2 separate regions of the Hordeum vulgare genome follow, and region 2 is linked to region 1. A link is a contact called in public Hi-C data. All regions are on one chromosome and are shown on one strand. Each heading gives the region's core, a stretch centred on a gene start, on an enhancer-like site or on the middle of the called end of the contact. The rest is flanking DNA. Distances are from core to core; before and after follow the strand shown. Region 1 holds the start of LOC123440171 (B3 domain-containing protein LFL1-like). Region 2 holds the start of LOC123444260 (protein phosphatase 2C 50-like).

Region 1 (4,746 bases), core at 863-3,362:
CTGGCTTATGTCACTGTTACGGAGCTCCTTCTGCAGAATAACTCGCAACCCGGGCACTTGATGCTACACAAACATTCTAGAATCTATTAATACAATGGACTAGTTCGATTAACACTGTTTCCTTCTCTAAAAAAATACTTCCTATATGTTTTGCATAAGTCTTACATCTGGATCTAGAGCAACTCTATTTAAATCCAGCTCACTTACCTATCACAAAAAAACGAATTCATTTAGGGAGCAGGCAGAAAAAATAAAATCAAGTACCACATTAGACGTGTCTATCTCTAAATTGAATTGGAAATCCTTATTTCTAAGTTGACAATCCTGAGCATTGATTCTTCATCCAACGGAAAATAAATAGTTGCAAGTTGTAGATTGTGTACAGTTTAGTTAACATGGAAATGATTATTTTAAGCTTATGACAAAAGTGTAGATAGCAAGTGTCTTAAATTGTACGTACTACAAATGCCCTCTTACACCAGTTCTGTCCATCATAGTAATAGAAATGATGCTATGGTCACACAGTTTTCATAGCTTCTGTTTAAAATATAAGATAAATCACACTACAAAGTCCAAAACAAACATGAAAACATAACTAGCACCTGAAAATTGCATTAAGCTCAAAAGTTACTTGGGGCAATTAAGGTTCAAGAACCCCAGTCTGAAGTAACACCGCTACATTCATACCAGATGGTCTACCCGTCGTCCCAGTCAGCATACTGGTACACAAGTACACATAATGTATCAGCTAGTATCTACTGCCTGACATAATTACTGTTGTGGCCCATGCCACATGCTATGGAAAAAAAATACCAAAGACACTGAAATCAAAAACTCAATCAGTTAATTTGACATGTGCTGCTATTTCCTGCGATTATTGTGCTGCAGTAAGCTACTAGAGAAAACGCAATCCCTACAAACCTTGCAGCGCCTCATGGAAATGGCAATAACATAACATTTGTGCAGACAGTAAATGTGAAATGCACATAACAACATGGACAAAAGAATGTGAGTATGTAAAGGACTAAATTATGCACTTGCAGCTAATATTGAGTGTGTACTGTTGTAATATATATAACCACGCAAGTGTTCTTGTTTGTTTTTTTCCAAAAAGAGGGAAAAGACCCTCGACCTCTGCATCAAGTAATGCACACAGGCATAGGCAAGTGTTGTTGTTACCGTTGCACATAACTACATTGACACGGTGACGATGTGAACCACTAAGTGTTCTTATTACGCTGAAACTGCCAGATGGGACCTACAGCACATATTCTATACATGTGCCACATGAGACACGACAGAAGATGAGTTACGAAGTCTTACTCTGATTATTTAGTTCGAAAACATGGATAATTGGTGTATGATGAGTTAATGACTGACCAAAACTATCAAAGAGTGGACCCTGCCATAGACGTCGTAGATCCAACAGAGAAGTACAAAAATCACCCCTTACCATAACCTCTAGCCTAGCACACTAACGACGACAATTGAGCAAAAAATAGCAATTGATCACATTCACACCTAAGCACACAACCCGTTAGGTCGGTGAAATCCGATCGTGGAATTCAAAATAAGACCTTCAAAGATCCCCTAGACTCGCAACAACGCAGTAATCAAATCGGCAATCGGGCAGATGAGAGCCCCCAATGCAATCAACCACACACGTCAAACATCTAGAGGCGCCTCGGTCGCTATCAATCAAATCAAATCTCAAATCAAACGTCAACCATAACAATCACCCCTCTCTTGCCCTGGGCCTCCAGCCCACCGCGTCTCCCCGCCAGCACGGCCCACCACCTCCGCGGAGATGATGATGATCCCATAATATACGGAGGATCGACCACCTACACGCAGCAGGACGTGGCGATGAATTCCGAGGCACTCACTGGTCGGATCGCCGGCATCCACCGGACACCGCCGCGGGGCCCGCGCCGAACGGACCTCCGCTTCCGGGTGACGAGCTGCGGGCCAGGCTCGCCGATCCCGTCGGCCGAGGAGGAGGAGGCGGCGGTGGATGCGGAGGGGGAGCGGCGCTTGCTGCTGCTGATGGCGGCCATGCCGGTGGGACGGGAGGAGGAGGGGGATGATGCGGCGGCTAGGGTTGGGGTCGCGCGGGGCGCATTTATAGGCGGGGGCGGGCGGAGAATCGGAGACGGGGGGCGCGGCGCCAAGTGGCGGGCGAGCTCTGAAATGGGAGCCAGCGCCCGACGGGGCGATGCCGAGGGCCAACCGGGCGGGCGCGAGGTGGCAGGCGCCGGGTGGGAGGCGCGGGGAGGCCGCTGCTGGCGTTTTTTCCGCCTTGGGATTCCCCGCGGGGCTCGCAGACAAATGGCTGGCTTGTGAGTTTTGAAATCCGGGGGGCGCCTGGTTTGGGTTCCGTTCCGTGTTTCGCACTCTGCCTGCATTCGCCCTCGCCCTCGCCCGTGGTGGTTGGCGCACTCATCACTGCCGCCCCGCCCCCCGCGCGAGCTCTGCTCATTCACTGGTCGTAGGCTGCGGTGGAGCTTGAAGCGTGGACGGGGGTTCGCTAAAAATAGCCCTATGGCGCAGATACTCTTTTATGGCAACAAATTTGTGACATTCACATTCGTCCGTCATACGTGGTCCATACGCGAAATGAATATAGGATGCATAGACGCATCCACCATATTAGATCTAGCCCACATTGGCTCATTTTAACCCCACATATGTACGTCTATATTCTTATCCAGGATTAAAACCTAGCCACGTCACTTCACTTTCAATCTGTTTTGCTCCTCCCTTACTTATCTTAAACGAGCTTCGGCCTTTTTTTGATATGGTAGGCAACGAATGAGAGTGTGATAATTCCAAATTCGTCGGTTGGGACCTTGTCCCATGCGAGGACATGGACGAGTTAGCCATACGACTCGCTCTCCGTTGGTCTCTGGAGGAAACCCGAACTTCGTCCTTCCAGTATGCGGGCACCGAGTCACTTCGACGGGAATCCATTGCGTCCGCACAGGTGGGGCTTGAATCCAACTGTTGTCCTACGCTAAGTGCATCGATTAAGGAACATGCGATGGGGATGGATCACGGATCCTTATCACTAGTCGCGTAGTGTGGTGCAGTAGAAGTAGCATCGGGGCAGCGCGTCCGGGGGTTCGTCTCCTCCTTGTTGGAACTCTCTCGAAGAGACGGTCGTTGGCTTTCACGAACAGGTTCGCTGTAGTAGCGCAATTGCATCGCCTCTGACGATATTCGCGCGTGCATGAAGAACATCGTGTGGCCGACTCCTAGGTCCGATCACGCAACTGACGATGAGTGGAGGTGGCTAGTGGTAACGCATGCAAAGCCCTAATGACGACGTTGAAGTGATCAACTGAAACCATATGTCGCACCTCCACTATATATATATATGGATCCATCACGGGCTCAACGGTTGGGTATCGCACGGATCCTAAAGCCCAAAGTCTACTCGATCACGATCCAAATCCAACTCGGACTACATCCGATCAGTGTCCTCGGATCCGACCTCATAGGTTCCTTCCCTTAAACGTGTGCCCCCTTGGGTGCAAGTCGGCTTGGTTGCAGGTTTGATTGCCTCCGATATTCATGGTTGGTAGCGGCTTCTAGCAAAGCGTACCACCACCAAGCAGACAATAAAGCCGGTTTGGTGAACCTGTATATCATACTTCTAATCCTTTTACCTCACGATATATGTTGTCGGGCTCAAGGCGATATGGTCATCCTTGGTGTAGCCCGACCTCTTTCTCTTTCCAGTGATTCTGACCAACACCTCGGATTATCTCATAATACTCGTCGCATGGTCAGGCTTATCTAGGTCGGATCACACGAGGGGGCTGATACGTCTCCGTCGTATCTGTAATTTTTGATTGTTTCATGTCATTATTGTACAACTTTCACATACTTTTGACAACAATTTATATGATTTTCTTTGACTAACATACTGATCGAGTGCCGATGTCAGTTCCTGTTTGTTGCATGTTTTTAGTTTCATAGAAAATTCATATCAAACAAAGTCCAAACACAATAAAATTTTACATAGTTTTTTTTGGAATATATGTGATTTTTGATAAAAGGAACCAACGCGGGACAGTGTCCGAGGGAGCCACGAGCTCACATGGCGGGCCCTAGGGGGTAGGGCGCACCAGGTGAGCTTGTGACTCCTCCATAAGTTGGCTGGGTGTGTCCTTTGGCTGCAAGGAAGCTAATATCCTCATAACAATCCCCTCAAACTTGCAGCCCAATCGGAGTTATGGATATTCAAATATTTAAGAAACGATGAAGGGACAGAAAACACGAACGCGAAACAGAGAGAGATATCCAATCTCGAAGAAACCCTCCTCCCATCTAGGGGGATGCCAAGGAAGAAGAATAAGGTGGGGGGGGTATCCCCCTCTCTTCTGGTGGCGTCGGAGTGCCACTGGTGGAATCATCGTGATGGCAATGTGCACCAACAACTTGCCGCTATCATTACCAACTCTCTCCCCCTCTATGCAAAGTGTAACACCTCTTTTCCCCATTGTAATCTCTACTTAAACTTGTTTTTTATGCCACATATTATTATCCAATGATGTGCTGCCATCCTATGATGTTTGAGTAGATCCTTTTTGTCCTATGGATTAATTGTGTATGGTGTGATTGATATGAGTTGTATGTTGATATGATGATGTCCTATGTCGCCCATCGTGTCGCGCAAGCGTGTGGTATTACCGTTGTAGGGTATTACAATACGTTCGTAATTCACTTATAGTGGGTTGCAAG
Region 2 (4,746 bases), core at 915-3,414, 140 kb before region 1:
GAAAACATGCTGGTGGCAGCAGTTGCAAGTTGCTAGTATATGAAACAGAGCATTTCTTTATGGTTATAATTTACTGCCTGAAATGAGCCTATGTAATATTGTGACAGCTTGTGATCTCATAAATTAGAATGCCATCTTAAAGAAACATCTGACCTCATAATAAAATGCATATACATGCCTACGTAGTTTGTAAAGAAAAAAATCCAACTAAGAATTATGATGGAAATTATGGCACAGATTCAGTTCAATTCTGCACAATTCAATACCGCTGGATGTTTGACATAATGGCTCAACACCAAAGACTTGAGAGTATTGCAAAATATTAAGATAATGGTAACTTGCTTTTATTCTTTTTGGCAGCCCGATGATTGATGGTTTGATATAGGCTCTCGTAGTTCACATATCATCACTTACTGACATCCCAAACATATGCAGCAAATAAGCTGATATGGCCATAGACCTACAACTATCTACTGCTACGGATGTTTGGCCGAACCGAATAAATCGGCGCCATATATGCTGAACAGGTCTACAACATGTTTTTGTACAAGCTTACTTGTTGTGACACTTTTTTTGGGTCTTAAGCTCCTAGCTTACGGAGAGATGCCTTCTAGAGTTACTAAAGTGTGCCTTCTTCTAGTGTTCATGAATAAGAACAGTCATGTTAGGCTAGCACACTCGTGGTCAAAAAGTAACAGAAAACATCTTAAGATCTTAATCGCATTCCAAACATGGCTTTACAGCTGGCTTGAAATCATCAATATGTTTCCCGCAAAAAAAAGAAAAAAAGAAATCATCAATATGTTTGTCCAGGTAATAAGCTTGGGCGTGCAAAGGCGGAAAACTTACCGATTGACCGTGACATTGCGAGAATACCAGAGACACGATAACCATTCCAGTCAATGACCTTTCCACCTGCGGCCTCAATCCTGGCACGCTCGTCTTTCCCATCAGGCTAGAACAGGAAAGCATAATCAGATACAATTTGCCTTAACCAAAAAACTTAGCTGAACAGTAAAGCCCAGTATGTACTTTGTGATCGACGGACAGAGCAATCGGCTCCTTCCCACGGCAGAGCACGACGCGTGAATCTCCACAATTCGCAGTTATGACATGAGAAGAGCAGACAATCGCAACCACGGCAGTGGAACCGACGTTATCAGCGGCAATAGGCTCCGGACGGAGCTCCGTGACGCCATTGGAAAACCTGATCGCTTTCCCCGACACCTCGTCGTCTACCTTCTGGAAACAATCACCGAAAACCTTCTCCCATGATTCCTTCACGTCCACCTCCCCTACTTCTCCCAGTTCCTCCAACCCCCTGCCGTCTCTCAGCACTTCTCTCAACACAACGTGGATCTTATCCCGGCAGTAGTTTGCGACCTGCACAGACATGATCAAGCATGAGCAAGAGGGCCCGCTTCAAGTCAAATGTGTTTGGTCCGGGACTCTGGGCCAAGAGTCACAGGAGAAGATAACCCCACCTCCGAGCCGCCGTGCCCATCGTAGACGCCGAACAGGTGCGCTGGGAGCCGGAGCTCGGCGGCGTCGAAGTCGCCCCCGATCCCGTCCAGCTCACGGCTGCTGGCGAGCATCCGCGCCGGCAGGGCAGCGAAGCGCGGCACGGCGGCGCACGCGTCCTCCATCTCCGCGGCACGGCCGCGCGCCGCGGCGCAGCCCCACAGCGGCACGCACTCCATGAGGTACACGCTCCGCTTGCCGCACCCGTCCCCCGCCCTGCTCCCGAGATCCGGTGGCCTCTCGATCCCCCCGGCGCATTCCGCCGAGCACCCCCCGCGCGCGGCGGCCCCGTCCCCGGCGAACACCGCCGCCGCCATCACCCGATCCCACGGCAGTAAAACAGCCCCGAGACCACGCCGACGGCAGCGCCGGCCAGCCGCACCACGCGCCTGAGCAGCCCACCAACAGAGAGAGCGCGAGCCGTGGCGTCCTTTGCGCGAATCAAGGGTGCAGCAATGGAGAAAGAGAGAGAGAGGGAGAGAGCGAGGGAAAGTAGAGAGAGAGAGTGGTGACGAGGAGGGTTGGTGCTGGGTTCGGGAGTACGTGTACCAGGTGGGCGCGGCGCGCGGGGGCGTGGGAGGTTGCCAGTGGCGGACGACGGCGTTGCGTGTTCGGGGGAGGAGGAGCGGATGCGGGCGAGCGGGACGTGTGACTGTGAGTGAGGGAGGAAAGGCACGAGCCGCAAGGAAGCGAGGTGGGGGGATGCGATTGGCTGCGCCATGAAGAACAGGTGTCGCGTCTAGGCGCTGCTGCTGGTCTGCTCCAGTTTTCCTTTTTAAAAACTTCCTCCCGCTGGGCCTGGAATCTGGATGGAGTGGGGTGGACCTGATCGTGGGTTTGTTTGTTACCGTCTGTTGCTCACTCGAGATTTTGGTGTCTGCTATGCTATACTCGGCTGCCTGCACCGTTGCACACGGCCGCAGACCAGCTCTCGTGTCAAAAAAAAAAAGGCGAGAAGCTATAAGTAAGTTGACTGAGTTTTCTTTAAAGGCAGGTACAATGACAAAAAAGAGAGTCTACAATGGGTCATCTTTTAACCCTATCTTTTATAATTAGTTATTCCTAAAAACATGATGAGGCGTATTGTGCTACGAGATCACCTCTTGTTTTCTTTTAAATAAGAGAAGGCAAAGCCTTTTTTTCGAGTTTTCTCTTCTCCACCTCATCATTTATCCTATGTGGCACTTCTAAGATAGCACCATTGTACATGCCCTAAGGAAATGTGTCCGTGCGTTGCAAGCGGAAAAAAATAAAATGTTGCACGCTCCTAGCTACCCATTTAATTTTGTTGTTATTTTTCTTTTCATCGTAATCGCTAATGATGTTCATATTGTCCATTATACTTTTCATCATCGCTAACAATCAATTTCAAGATGATGTGCTTTTCATTATACTTTAGCACAACACAGGGGCATCGCTATAGAGTAAACGGCTTCTGACAAGGATTTTTGTAATGTGGTTAGTGGTCACTAAATACGTATGCCTCATTGTCGCCGTGCTCTAACCTAAGGACGGCACCTGCAGTTTATGGAGAGGAGACCGCCATGGTAAGATTAAATCTGTTGTATAATACATATTTTTGCATTTTTTTAGTTTCCGTGAACGTTTTTCAAAATTTCTTACACATTTTCTTCGAATTCAAGGATATTTTTGAATACATGATCATTTTCAAAATCATGAATGTTTTATATTTGCTGAATATATTTTTTGAAAATATGAAATTGTGAATTCTTTTACAAAATCAAAACAATTTTTTTAAATCATCAACATTTTTTGAGTCCATGAACGTTTTATGATTTCCCGAACCTTTTTTTTGAATTCCCAAACATTTTATGATTTCATCAGTATTATTTAAATCTGTAAACATTTTGAAATCCCAAAACATTTTATGACTTTATGAATATTTTCGCTCAAAACTCAAGAGTTTTTTAATTTGGAAATTTGTAAATTCCGAATTAATTTAAAGAAGATAAAAAACAAATGGGAATAATAAAACAAAAATGCGTGACCAAAGAAATGAAGGTTCCAGGTATCGAACCTGGGTCAACTAGATGGAATACCAGCGCTCCAACCACTACGCCGAGCTCATCTGGTTGTCTTTTTAGGACCTCTCCCTATAAGTAAGGAACGATGACTTTGACTGGAAAAAAATCAAATCGTTTTCTTTACTTATGGGTGGCATAGTGGGTAATTTAGGATAACATTGGAAGTAATTTTAGTGACGTACGACAGAAGCACTATGTGCTTTATTATTAGGGAGAGAAAAAAGAAGAGGACCGCCATTCGGATTATATAGCTACCTCGGTGAAAACGATGATGACCTTTATTAAATAATTAATAAAAATAAATGTATACATCGATTGACGTAAAGATCGGAGGTTTTAACCTTCTTTAAAATAAAGAATTAACATCGCACACGGAGATAAGCACAAGTATGAGAGCAAGTTCGGCGGCTGAAGGAGGAGGAAGAAGAAGAGATGGCCTGGAGGAAGAAGACGACGCCTAACTGTTGTAATCCAACATCCAAGAAGATTAACTTGCACAAAAACAAGAAGCGTTTAGCGAGTAGACGTTGGACTGCTAACGCTCCGAAGTGGTCTATTTATTTAAAAAAGTGTCCCACACTACATCCTAAAAGGAAAATTACCTTTCACATGATCCAAAAATGTTAAAAAGGAAACTACTAATTATCGACAATATGGCCAAATTTGACCTATTGACACAACAAATTCACAAAATGAAATGTGATCGAAAGAAATTTGACCGCCTAGCCCTTTTGTGTGGCGTCCGACAAAAAGGCATCACACTACACTGTGTGGCACCAAAACTCTAGACGCCACACCTTCGGCCATGCTGGCACCCCTGCCTTGGCCGACCCCACCCTTCCGGTAGTGTGGTGCATAAGGCAAAGGCGCCACACTTGTAATGTGTGGCGCCTTGCTCTTAGGCGCCACTCATTGACTTATGCAGCCGCGGGCCGACCCTCTCCCGTGTTGGAAATATGCCCTAGAGTCAATAATAAATTGTTTATTATTATATTTCCTTGTTCATGATAATTGTCTATTGTTCATGTTGTAATTGTATTAACCGGAAACCGTAATACATGTGTGAATACATAGACCACACCATGTCCCTAGTGAGCCTCTAGTTGACTAGCTCGTTGATCAATGGATGGTCATGGTTTCCTGACCATGGACATTGGATGTCGCTGATAACGGGATCACA

The links. Hi-C and Micro-C count contacts between places; a contact is called where the count stands out from the background.
Region 2: a contact with region 1 is called in a Hi-C map of leaf, with 4 times the contacts expected there. The contact joins the promoter of LOC123444260 here to the promoter of LOC123440171 in region 1. A contact is called at or near these places in 5 of 6 Hi-C or Micro-C datasets (leaf and seedling) and 1 of 1 datasets of contacts at active chromatin or transcription factors (embryo).

Annotation. Positions count from the first base shown.
Region 1 is chr3H:460,855,770-460,860,515 of MorexV3_pseudomolecules_assembly, reverse strand. It overlaps LOC123440171 (B3 domain-containing protein LFL1-like), which reads right to left and starts at 2,112. Exons shown (of 7, transcript XM_045116745.1): 1 at 1,887-2,112; 2 at 166-207; 3 at 1-63. The coding sequence starts at 2,057.
Region 2 is chr3H:460,990,823-460,995,568 of MorexV3_pseudomolecules_assembly, reverse strand. LOC123444260 (protein phosphatase 2C 50-like) reads right to left here and starts at 2,164. Exons shown (of 4, transcript XM_045120926.1): 1 at 1,485-2,164; 2 at 1,033-1,383; 3 at 850-955. The coding sequence starts at 1,838.